Linked DNA regions of Mus musculus: region 1 is linked to region 2. The links are chromatin contacts, called in public promoter capture Hi-C maps. All regions are on one chromosome and are shown on one strand. Each heading gives the region's core, a stretch centred on a gene start, on an enhancer-like site or on the middle of the called end of the contact. The rest is flanking DNA. Distances are from core to core; before and after follow the strand shown.

Region 1 (6,059 bases), core at 1,654-4,153, 39 kb after region 2:
GTGAGGGTTGAGGCACATGTGGCAACTATATTGGGATGAAGCTGCCAGGATGGTCCAAGCTGGGCTATGCCATGGGTCATGCCAGCTTTCTACAGTAATGTGAGATGCCCAGCAGTAAGAGGTAGAAGTCATGGTGCTGCCAATAGAATGAGAGAATGGAGAAGCCCATCCTCATGCTTGAGTGAGTGTGGACACCTCCTCACAGGGCCTGCTTCCTCCAGCAGACAAGCATTGATGCAGGCAATCTAGAAAGAACAAAGGGTCTAGAGGGCTTTCCAACAGAAGCAGGGCCTGTGTGTGCATCTGAGAGTAGGCTGCAGTGGCCAGGTCTGCCCACCCAAGGTGTGGAGAACTAGGGAAGGGCATGAAAGGCAGTTGTGCATCTGCCCAGCCGAATTTTCTAGGTATCCAAGTTAGTTACCCTCAATTTAGAAGCTCAACCTGCAAGAGAAGATATTAGCCAGTGTCTGTACTCCCTTTGTCATTCCAAGTGAAGGACAGGTGCTCTATCAGAGTGGATTGTCTAGTTTCTCCTCCAGACAGCATTTGCAGAGTCCTCTGTGGTAGTGACTGAGGAAAGGGTGGGTGTCTATGAGAGCCATGGGCCTCCAGAGGCTAGATTCTTTTGGTCAGCCTAGAAGTCTTACACAGGTCCTAGGCAGAGATGTCAGCAGCAGAGCTGACAGGGAAGATCCTTTACCTGGGCAGTTACCAGCGAGAGGTGGCTCCCACCCTTCCCTTGTTTTAGAAACTACACTTGAGTTGTGTGGGGCTAGCAGGTCCTGAGCAGAAATAACTCGCCAATTTTTTAAAAAAGAAGAGTTGTTTCCAGCATCAGCCTCAAGCCTGGATCCCAACTGTAACTTGACTGACACCAGTCACCTGTATTCTTGGGTCTAGTTTGCCAACTGGCACAGCAGGCATGATTTGAATTGTAGGTGTGTTGAAATATCAATCTCAGGCTGCATAATGTCTGGCTAGAGCTGGGAGCACCTGGTATCCCTGCCTGGTCATCTGTAACTACCTCCAGAACCTGCTGGATACCATCCAGAAGGCTGTATGTATACACTTTGCATACACTGTGAGAAGGACTAGAATCCACTATAGGATTTAGGACCTGGCGAGAAAGGTTGTTACAATTGATTTTGTCTATAGGGGTGGGTGTTGCAAGGTGAGTTTAGACTCTAAGAGGAGGATGGTGCTTTAGAGAAACTGAAGACATATGAAGTAATTGGGGGACCCTGGGGAGATATGAGTGATAGCAGCTGGTAGCTTTGATTGCATAACAGGTATGGGCTTCTCTGGGAGGGGGAAACCTCAGCTAGCTAACATACTGCAGAGCATTTGGGGTACCTTGTCTTACTTGAGAATGTTTTTCTGTCCTGAGCCATGCTGAAAGACATCACTTAACCTCTGTTGCCCCCTGAAGACATGGGTTGAATGGGGAAAACCATGAAAGAGGTGTAGGAACCTTCTGAAAGTGTAATACCAGCAGTATCTGTGTGAGGGGCAAAGGAGTGGCCACCTTTAACCAGCCCAGACTCCTACACCTAACGGCAGATGCCATTGGAGTGAGGGCTGGCTCTTAGGCTTGTAGGGTTTTATGTGTTGCTCTCTTTGTCTCACTCTGTGTATGTGTGCAGGCATGTGTGTTTGTGTATGAATGCCACATGCATGCAGTTATCCATGGAGTCCTGAAGAGGGTGTCAGATTGGAGTTACTGGCAGTTCTAAACCACCCAACTGGGTGCTGGGAACTTCAGGTGCTCTGGAAAAACAGCCAGCACTCATAACTTCTGAGCCAATTCTCCAGCCCTACTTACAGTGTTTTTCTTTCTTTCATGTGTGGGAGTGTGTGCATATGTATGACAGTGCTCAAGCACCATGCCACAAGCATGGAAGTCAGATGACAACCTGCAGGAGTTCTTTCCTACTAGAGATGAGCTCAGGTTGTCAGGTTTCTAATTACTTGCTGGGCTTTCTCTATGTGTTTTAATATCAAGTATTCTGGTATTATTAAAACAGTAAATGTCCACTCTAGAAAAGTCACAAGCTGTACGAGTTCATGAGAAAGAAGAAAAAACTTTTTTCATGATGCCCATAGCCAAAAACAATGGTAAGAAGGTTGGTGCAAAACCAGGCATGTGTAAGTAGTAATAACGGATACCTGTCTGTCCAAAAGTAGAGTCAGTACTGACAAACTGTTGAACATCTGTCTCTGGGCCCTTGAAGTCTGGGCTCCATGCTCTTTTGACTCTGCCCCAGGCATGTTCCTCCCTTGCCCACTGCAGGTTGGGTAGCTTAGGCAAAGTTAGGAGATGAGGAGGTTCTAGAAGCCTCTGTCCATCCTGGTGCCTGTCATTACCACACACAAAGACCACTGCTGTGTGAGGCTACTACCTAGCTGGGTAGTGCCATCGTTTCAGCATGTACATGGAGCAAAATGTCCTGTTCACCCTAAGTGTTTACTGTATTTACCCCTCAATGGATCTGGATGGAAAGGCTCACATGGTGTAGCAGGAGAGCATACCTACCCCAGTGTCAGCTTTCTTCTCTGTATTCAGGTCCTTGCAGTTCCTCTCTCAGATGGGGAGGTGATGCCTGCCTGAAGGATACCTGGTTACCCCTGGAAAGTAACTCCAGGGAGCTGGAAGGGGCTGAGTGGCTACTGGGCCTGTCCCATGTCCAAAAGCTGCTCAGAGTGGCTCTGCTTTTCTACCCCATCTCTGCCTTCATCCTGTGGTGCTTCTCCCCCAACCCTGCTTTTCCCACTCTCCTGGTTCCCTGGCATTACATAATATTCCTGTTAGGATCAGTTCCTGTTTTGCTGGGGAGAGGAATTGTGACTCTTTCAGGGAAAACCCCTGGGCTGGCTTCAGTTGAAGCTACAGTGGCCAGCGCATGATCTCATAACGGAAATGTCGTCCTCCACCGGCCTTGCTGTTCCTGTCTGAGTCAGCGCACAGATGGGGCCACTTGTGCCGGTGGCTCCAGAGGCCTTCTTTCTTCTGTGTATGTACTAGTCTGTACTCCTCAGAGGGTGGGTTGTGGGTCCACTACACTGTGGCAGCTCCAATAGCCAGGGACAACTTTCCTGTGGGCACCATGGTGCTGTCTTCCCCTGTGCTGGTACGGCTACATCTGCCCTCTGTAAAGTGTAAGTCTCAATGTGCACATTCCCCAGCTTAGCCGGTCTCCTGCCTGCTAGTCTCATAATCTTCCTCATCCTTTCCTTGTTGATGTCTATTAAGATACAGACACTTGGGGGCAAGAAGGGGTGGGGCGGAGATGGCTCAGTGGTCAAAGCCCTTGCACAGGCAAGCACAAAGACTGACGTTTTCATTCACAGAAGCCATGTAAAGACAGGTGGGCACAATCTGCCTGTAGTTCAGCTGGAGTAAGGTGGTTAACGAGGGTGGTTTCATACTCTTCTCTTCTCTTTGGAGTTGATTGTGGAAGGTTGTTAGGTTCTTTGTCTTCAGGAATTCCCCACATTCTGGATTTTGTTGCGTCCATCTTCATAGTGCTCTTTAATACCATCACTGTTTGAAGAAATCCTGTGCTGAACTCCATGACACAAGTTAACAACCCTACCATATACATTTATCGTTAATTTCCTTCATGTGGCCCTTTGCCATCTATTAACTGAAAAAGTAATCAGAGCTGGTGATAGTAAATAACTGATAGGATTTCTTCTGAAGTAATAGTGTCAGATAATATAAACAGGGCCAGTGAGATGGCTCTGTGGGTAAAGGCACTTGCTGCCAAGCCTTATGACCTGATAGGACCCACATGATAGAAGAAGAAAACTAGTTCCCTTTTTCCGACCTCCACACGCACACCCATACACACACACACCCATACACACACACAAATAGTAATAAATATTTTAGATTCTTTTTTCTTTTTTAACTAAAAGCATTTAGGTAATGATTGGTAAGTGTTGAGTTAAAATATGTGTTGTCACCAATATACATATGTGTTGTTTCACCACATATCACCACAAACACTTATAAAATAACTGTTGCCATGAGAGATAACTCTTTACCATAGTCTTAAAAATGATCAGGCAGTAGAAAGGACTTACTGGGTCCTGGTGCTGAGCTACCAGGGGTAGAATCTGGACACTGAGTCAGTGAGGGTGTCATTAGTAAGGAATTGAGATGGACAGTTGCAGATGGCTCTTGGTTGGCCTCAGAATGAGTACAGGTGGTTTAAAAAAAAAGCATAATGGAGATGAAGAGTGGAGGCATAATTGGGCGGGGAGGAGAAGAGACTGCTGTGGAGACAAGTCCTTAGCTGGTTCCACACAAAGCTCTTCAGAACACCCCAGATAGCTAAATGTACCTGTCCCGTGTGGCCCTGCAGCAGTTATTCACTTCATCTGGAATCTGTCCCCAGGAATAGCAGCTGCCCTCTACCAGGGGTCTGATCGCAAACAGCTCTGGCAGCTGGACAGTGTGAAACCTGGTGAGTAAACGGCCAGTGAAGCAGGCTGGTGACCCCAGGCAGCAGGCAAGCCGAGGGACTTGGGGGACCACCCTGCTCACACTTCCCTGGCCCCTCTGGCCTAGACTGTTGCCAACCTTTACCACACAGGAGCTGTGTTAACCAAGAAGGCTGAGTGGTTTGGTGTGTGATAGAAGCAGAAGTCAAAAACCAGCCATGTGAGAGGAGTGTGGTCCCACATTGCAGATAGGGTTGTGACATTCAGCTGTCAGGTCAAATTGCCCCAAGAAGTCTACCCAAGCTGTAAGGTTCTCTTTCCCTAGCACACACTAATAAACTACTCACCCTACCTCAGCAAGTGATAGTCACTTCAGAAAGATCATCAAAACTCAGCTTCCTAGGTTACCTTTAATGATTAGGGAATCATTAGTCATTGACAGGGGTGCAAACATATGTTTACAGATAATTCTACAGGATTACAAGGCTTTTTGGATCAATGAAAATATATATGAGGGAGAGAGACAGACAGACAGACAGACCGTGAGCCAGACCACATATATATGAGGTAGACATCTTCAGAATAAAAGTTACTACTTCATCTTACTAGTCACAGAGAATCCATTAATGTAATAATGGTATATACAGCCTTGAACTTGTGGTAGCCAATCCTGACATAATGAGTTTGGTTTGATTTTCTTGGTGACAAACCTAAATACTGAAGAAGAGAAAACCATTCTCAGTTCATTGCTTCAGAGACAGCTGGACACACACACTACACACACACACACACACACACACACACACACCCTGCCCATGCTGGGCTGCACATACAACAGGTACTCCAGATGGTCATTCAACAGTGTTGGTCACTGTCGTGGAAAGCCTTTGTATTCAAGCTTTTCTTTTAACCTGAGTTTGGGGTTTAAGAACCTTTGCTCTAGAGGAAAAAACAGCTTCAACCCCAGCTTATTGTTTAAACTGTCCCAGTGGGATTGCTATTCTAAGACCAGGTTGTAATTAGTACAGCAAATGTTTGTACATAAGCAAGTGCCATTAAGTTGCTCACAGCTACCTTAAAAGCTTTCTTTTAAGTGATGTAAATAAATGTTTCCCTCTGCCTTAGGAGTTCTTCATGATTCAAACTATAATTAAGTCATTAGCTGATTTATCACCTGGATACTGTTAGGTGGAGTCTAAACATCTTAAATAGGTTTGGATTCTAAAGTAAGGAATTTCAATGCGAAACTTGCTTGATAATTTCCCTCCACAGAATAGTTTAGGAGCAGGTTAAATTTAGCTTAAACTAATGAGACCTCCTTGAGTGTGACTCTGTGCTTCTTGGTTTCCAGGCTTTAAGCTGTGATCTTGCACAGCTTCGTTGGAACCAATTTATAACAATGAAAAAAACTTGGTCTTTAACCTAAAACCTCTTGTCCCAAATGTTAAGTTTTAGGTTGGAGGAAGCACATAACTTGCTTCCTCTGAAAGATTTAAGTCCTGTTTTATTAGGAGCCAAAGGGCTGGTGGGTCTTCCGTCCGTGACGCTTCTGCTTCTTCCTTTCTGGGCAGACCGAATGTCTGGGGAGTTCACCCTGAGTCAGTCTCTTGGAG
Region 2 (5,441 bases), core at 2,605-5,104:
CCTAATCTAGCATTCTATTGTGATGTAGGGCAAAACACAAAATGGGATATAATCATACTCCATTTTTATGTCTTTTGCTGGAAGGTGGACTGAAGGTGGGTGGAGCTAGCAAGGAAGCAGGGCAGGGGGGAGGAGAGATGTGTCTATGGGACTGCAACTGCTTTTAAACATCTGCAGCAAACAGACAGCAGTAACAGGAATTATGGACGTAATCCTCTACTTTCCCTTGCATATCTGAACATGGTTCATTTCAAGCCGTGCAGTCTGGGGGAAAGGTGAAAGCACATGATTTGAGAGAAATTCACATCAAAGTCAGGGTGTCTTCCTTTCCTAGGAGAAGAGGGAGAGGGAGCAAGGGATAGGGAGAAAGGTGCAGAAAGAGTACTTTGATCAGACTCAGCTGTCCACGACTCAGAGCGGTACACAAGTCTCAACAATTGGTCCATATCCCTTGATGTCCTATTTTCCTAGGTACCCACAACTTTCTACACATATAACCTTTTTAAAAAGCTTCATTTTTGATTACTTTTAGTTATTTGGACTGAGATGTGAAATGGAGTGCATAAGTCAGGAGAGGGTGCTGGATTCTCTGGAGCTGAGTTGCAGGCAATTGTGAGCTGCCTTACGTGAGTGCAGGGAATTGAAACCGGGTCTTCTGCAGGAGCAAGGATTGTTCTTAACTACTGAGCCAGCTCCAGTCCTATCCTCATGTCTTTCTATGTTCCCCTTCCCACATACCCTATCCATCTTTCCCAGGAGAAACACTAAAAGCAGCAGCCTGCCTTTGCTTTTGAATCTCTCACCCATCTTCTCTCTTAAAAAATATGTGATCCTAGCCCGGGGTGGGGTGGGGGGCTGACGACTAAATTGTTTTATGTTTCAAGTCAATAATTTAGAAATGAATCAGTTGTCAATAATATAAAATACATATTAGTCCTATGAAGGGCAAATCTGAAGATGTATGCACCGGAAAAATCACAGGGATTTCCTCTGAAACACTTTTCTAAAATTCTTCTGCGCTGGTGGCAATTTTTGACTCACAGTATTTTCAGCTGTTTAAAGAGAGGCTGGGTTCTGAAAAAAGATGTGTGAGGCTTGTACTGGTGTTTGTTAACTAAGATTCCTCCTCCAAGTGTGAGTGCATTCACCCTCCTAAATATCTGCATCCAAGGAAATGACAGGAGATATTGTCCTCAGTTATTGTGCTTTGGAAAGACGGGTCTGGAACTGAAGATTGTTGCTCTGTGCCAATGTGTAATTTGCCTGTCTTAGTCCATTTGAGCTGTTGTAACGAAATACTTAAAGTGGCTTATAAATAACAGAAAATTATCCTTCAAGGTCCTGGAGGCTGAGTCCAAGGTCGAATGGCTGCCAGATTTGGTTTCTATGAGGGCTGATTCCTGGTTACCAGAGGCTGTCATGCTGCTGCATTCTTAGAGCATATGAGAGAAGAGGACATCTGGCTTCTCATTCTCTCTCTCTCTCTCTCTCTCTCTCTCTCTCTCTCTCTCTCTCTCTGAAAAGCACCAATCCCATCCTGAGGCTCCTTGGTCATGATCATGCACACACACCCTTAAAGGCACCACTTCCTCATCCCATCTCCTTGGGGGTGAAGGTTTCAGCCCATGAGTTAGTCTCCTTATAGTGGGTCTGCTCTTCTCTCTGAGCTTCCATGTCCCTGCCAGTTGTGGGAGGGACTATTGCTAACAATCCCCGAAGCTACCAGGGCCAACTGCTGCCATGCACCCCATCCCTAGGAGGTTACTGACCTCTTATCAGCCCCTGGCCATTCTGTGTAGTAAAGAAGCAAGCATGAGCATATTTTCTGACGACAAGACAAGCATCGATTGAGCCATTCCCGTTTCTAACCTCCCTCTCCCTTTGCCCATCTTTCTTTTTCTGTTTTGAGCTGTGACAACTTTTACTTTTTACCTCTGATGTTTCAAAAAAGTCACCTTGAATCGGGAATTCCACTCGGGAATTCCACTCAGCACAGTCTTTCTTCCTGGGAACAGCACACCATGGCTAGCTCTAGGAAAGGATACGGCGACCCCTTGCTCAGTCAGGTTCAGGCTACACATGGCTGAATTCCGAGCCCCATTAGCCAATATTAATAATGAAAGAGGAATGACGGTAGAAGGCACAAATGAATCATGTCAACCTGCTCTCTTCCCGGAGAATCACTGAGGATTTAGCAGAGAGCAGGAGTTTCACTCTCACAGCTACAGAATATTTTTTACATAATGCATGCTAAACTTCACACTGACAGTCTCAGGAACTTTTCCGGTTGCCTTTTATTTCTACAATGATTAAATAATTTACTAGCTTACTTTTTTTTTTTTTAATCACCAAGACTAGTTTCTGCTCTAGGCAAAGCCAGGATAGAAACAGGTTCCATACAGTGCCCTAATAAACTTGCTTCAGACTCCAGGGCTGCGTGGATTGCATACTTTCCTTTCTGTCCTCTCCACACTTGCTCCTCCAATTCTTCTTAAACTGGGGTTAATGGACAATAGAAGTTTACGATGCTCCCCAAAGATGTTTTCAAACAAACAAAGGACAAAGACTTTCAAAGGTAGCTGATGCTGTGATCCAGGGACACTCACCAGGAATTCTACTCTTTGGTGAATCTGCCTTGTCCTGTAAAGATCTTTTAGAGAGGAGTGAGGGGTCATACATCAAAGCTGGTGTCCTCACTGAATGTGAGGAAATGCTCCTGTGTGCCCTCCTTCTTTAAAGCTCACCGTTTACCTGGGCTTGGGCTTGGTTATCTAGAACAGGAACCCTGGCCCAGGGAAAGGGAAAGGATTTGGGGCAAAGCCCAGATATCCTAAGTAGGTGATTTGGTCAGACCCAGCCCCATTGCCACACGGTCACATTTACTGCCTCTTCTTTCTTGTTAATAATTGGTGGTCAAGTACACAATCATTCTTGGCTGGGGGCTATCAATGTCCTCATCTTACAGGTAGGTAAACGTGACAGTCATGCCTGATTCTCAGGTCCTCCAGCACAGCCCTATTTCACCAGCACACTGCATCATAGAAGAGTTGCCCTGAGTGCATCGGGGGTCTACATGGTATCTTGTTAGGTCTGATGAAAAATGGATGTGACCTTCCTAAGGAAAGACAAAACGAGGGAAGAAGAGCCTTTGGAAGGTAAGGGCACTGGCCGGTGCTGAAGGCATGGCTAAACAAAGAAGATTTGAGAAAAGCTAAGGTCTATTTGGAAGTCGAAGCCTTGACAAAGAAAGGGACGTTGAAGGGAGAGGCTAGAGGAAAAAAGGGCAAATAAACAGCGTGGGAGATAGCTGAGGTCACACCTTTGGAGGAGACAGGACAGCAAAAAGAGGGAACAGAATGTGACAGGACGCATTGAGCAAAAATGCCAGGGAGAGCGATGGAACTGGGAAAGGCCTCTGGGATTTAAGTCTGTCACAGCGAAGACCACGAAAGAGTTAACATTTCTCGGCCGGCCGTTAAGCACAAAACCACGGTGTTTCATTTGACTTTGCCAGCTAGGTGGCTGTTTCTGCCTTCTCTCCCTCCCTCCCTCCTCTCTCAGCATCCCACAATGGGCAGAGGTAGAGTGTGAAGAGCATAGGTCCCTTCCAGTGCCAATACCTTCCTCTTCGGCCGTCTCTCCAGCTCTTTAAATGTACCCATGGTTCACAGAACCCCGGACAACTCTAAGGTTGCTTGCACACCCGCTTTCAGAGTTAAACTGCGAACTGCGCACGAACCAGCTCTGCCCCAGCCCTAGAAAGAATCTGTGCCTCAGTCCCCCAAGGCGGGTCCGCCCCTCCGCTTCATGCAGTTGGTAGCGAGTCGCGCGTGGTGACGTCAGTAGTACGCGCCCCAGCGAAGCTCTCCACCCGGCGTGCTTTCCGAGCCGGCTTCTTCCTTAACCGCGCTTCAGGTTCCTCATAACCGCTGGGCGTCAGGCCAGAGGCAGCGTTCGACAAACTTGAGACAATGTCGATGCTAGCAGAGCGTGAGTGTCTGCCGAGCTGGACGACCGGGTGATGGGATGACGGGGGCGCGGGTGTTCAGGCCCGAGTGGGGACAGCAGTGACTGCCGGGCCCGCGAGGGACAGAGAACAGCAACGTCCCGCAGACTCAGTTCCTGGTACTAAAGGCTCGGGTCGTGCGCGCACGCGTGCATTCCGACATTCAGGACACCGAGTCTCAGACTGTTGTTCCTGGAGATTCTTTCACTTTTCCAGGCTCGAACCAAGTGTCCTGGGGTTTCACAAAGATAGGTCCCATAGCATCGCTTCAGGCCCTGAATTCCAACTGTCCAAAATGTATTGGACCCAGAGGAAAAAAGCAGAAGGATTACAAGTGTCAGGCAGTGATAAGTTCTTGACCGGAGTGCAGGCTGATGAATGGTTTTAATCGAGACTGAGAGATAGTAGCTGTGGTTAGCCTCTGAAGTCCACTAATTCCCTCCCCAGAAGCTACTTTGTTCCTGAATGAGACTACGTGTAGCTATGGATTCTTGCCACCAGTTGGCAGTCGTGTGATGCTCACAAAGAACTGGCTTTTAACTTTTCCTGGAAGTTGTGTAGCTATCAAAGAACATAAACATATTATTTTCTTTTTTAAAAGATGCCATCGTGTCTATCGGGCAGTGGTGGCGAACTCCTTTAACCCCAGCCCTCGGGAGGCAGAGGCAGGCGAATTTCTGAGTTCGAGGCCAGTCTGGTCTACAGAGTGAGTTCCAGGATAGCCAGGGCTACACAGAGAAACCCTGTCTCGAAAAAACAAAACAAACAAACAAAAAAAGTCACTGTGGCGTTTTAGAACAAAGCATGTTTTAGTGGAGCACACTGCTTTTCCTGAAGGCAGCTCAATAGGTTATAGACTGGAAACTGCTCTTTCTAGGTAGATCCCTCTTCCTGGCAGTTCACCTGGTCTCTACTTCCATGAAAATGAACTAGTCTCTGCCTCACCCAGGCTTTAAAGATTTTAGTGAGGTAACTGGATGAATCTAGTTTGGAATGTCAGTGGTATACAGGATGAACAAGTGACCTGACAGCCAGTTCTTTATGCAGCAGGGCAGTGCATCTTGGGTCAGTATGTGACAGGGATGCCTTTCTTAGGGGAGAGGCGGGCTCCTTACAAACCTTGGTCAGCAACCCTTGGCAGGCATTCTCCACACATGGGTCTGACACACACATGCAGAGCACTGGTTAATATGGCTGTCTTTGCTGTGCTCATGAGCAAGACAGTGTTGTGCTGAGTATATTATATACCAGGTTGTTGAGCTGGTATCTATGGAACAAGTTTTTGGATCAGCTTTCCCTCCCCAGGTATAGCACTGCAAATTTGAATCCACAACTCAGTTTGCTTTGTGGTGCCCTCCCCCACCCCCGGCCTGCATGCTTATAGTGTTTCTTGGTTTTGCTGGGGTGTTTATAGATAAGGATCCCTACTGATTTT

Evidence for each region. Promoter capture Hi-C pulls out the DNA fragments that hold promoters and counts their contacts.
Region 1: a promoter capture Hi-C map of macrophages shows a contact between it and region 2, with 6 read pairs. The contact joins the enhancer-like site here to the promoter of Pinx1 in region 2. A contact is called at or near these places in 2 of 39 promoter capture datasets (hippocampal neurons and macrophages), 2 of 15 datasets of contacts at CTCF or cohesin (CD8 T cells and embryonic stem cells), 10 of 484 Hi-C or Micro-C datasets (cortical neurons, embryonic fibroblasts, embryonic stem cells and 5 more), 6 of 115 datasets of contacts at active chromatin or transcription factors (CD8 T cells, embryonic fibroblasts, embryonic stem cells and 2 more) and 3 of 9 other capture datasets (adipose tissue, liver and pancreatic islet).

The regions. Positions count from the first base shown.
Region 1 is chr14:63,896,813-63,902,871 of GRCm38.p6, forward strand. All of the region lies in intron 6 of Pinx1 (PIN2/TERF1 interacting, telomerase inhibitor 1), which reads left to right. Among named protein-coding and RNA genes, the nearest start is that of Pinx1, 40 kb to the left of the region's middle. Within about 2 kb of position 2,904, at least 37 of the 459 cell types and tissues checked have an H3K27ac peak or open chromatin away from gene starts, as enhancers often do. A contact at or near this core is called in adipose tissue and macrophages, where this site is marked.
Region 2 is chr14:63,856,458-63,861,898 of GRCm38.p6, forward strand. Pinx1 (PIN2/TERF1 interacting, telomerase inhibitor 1) reads left to right here and starts at 3,855. Exons shown (of 7, transcript NM_028228.3): 1 at 3,855-3,990. The coding sequence starts at 3,972.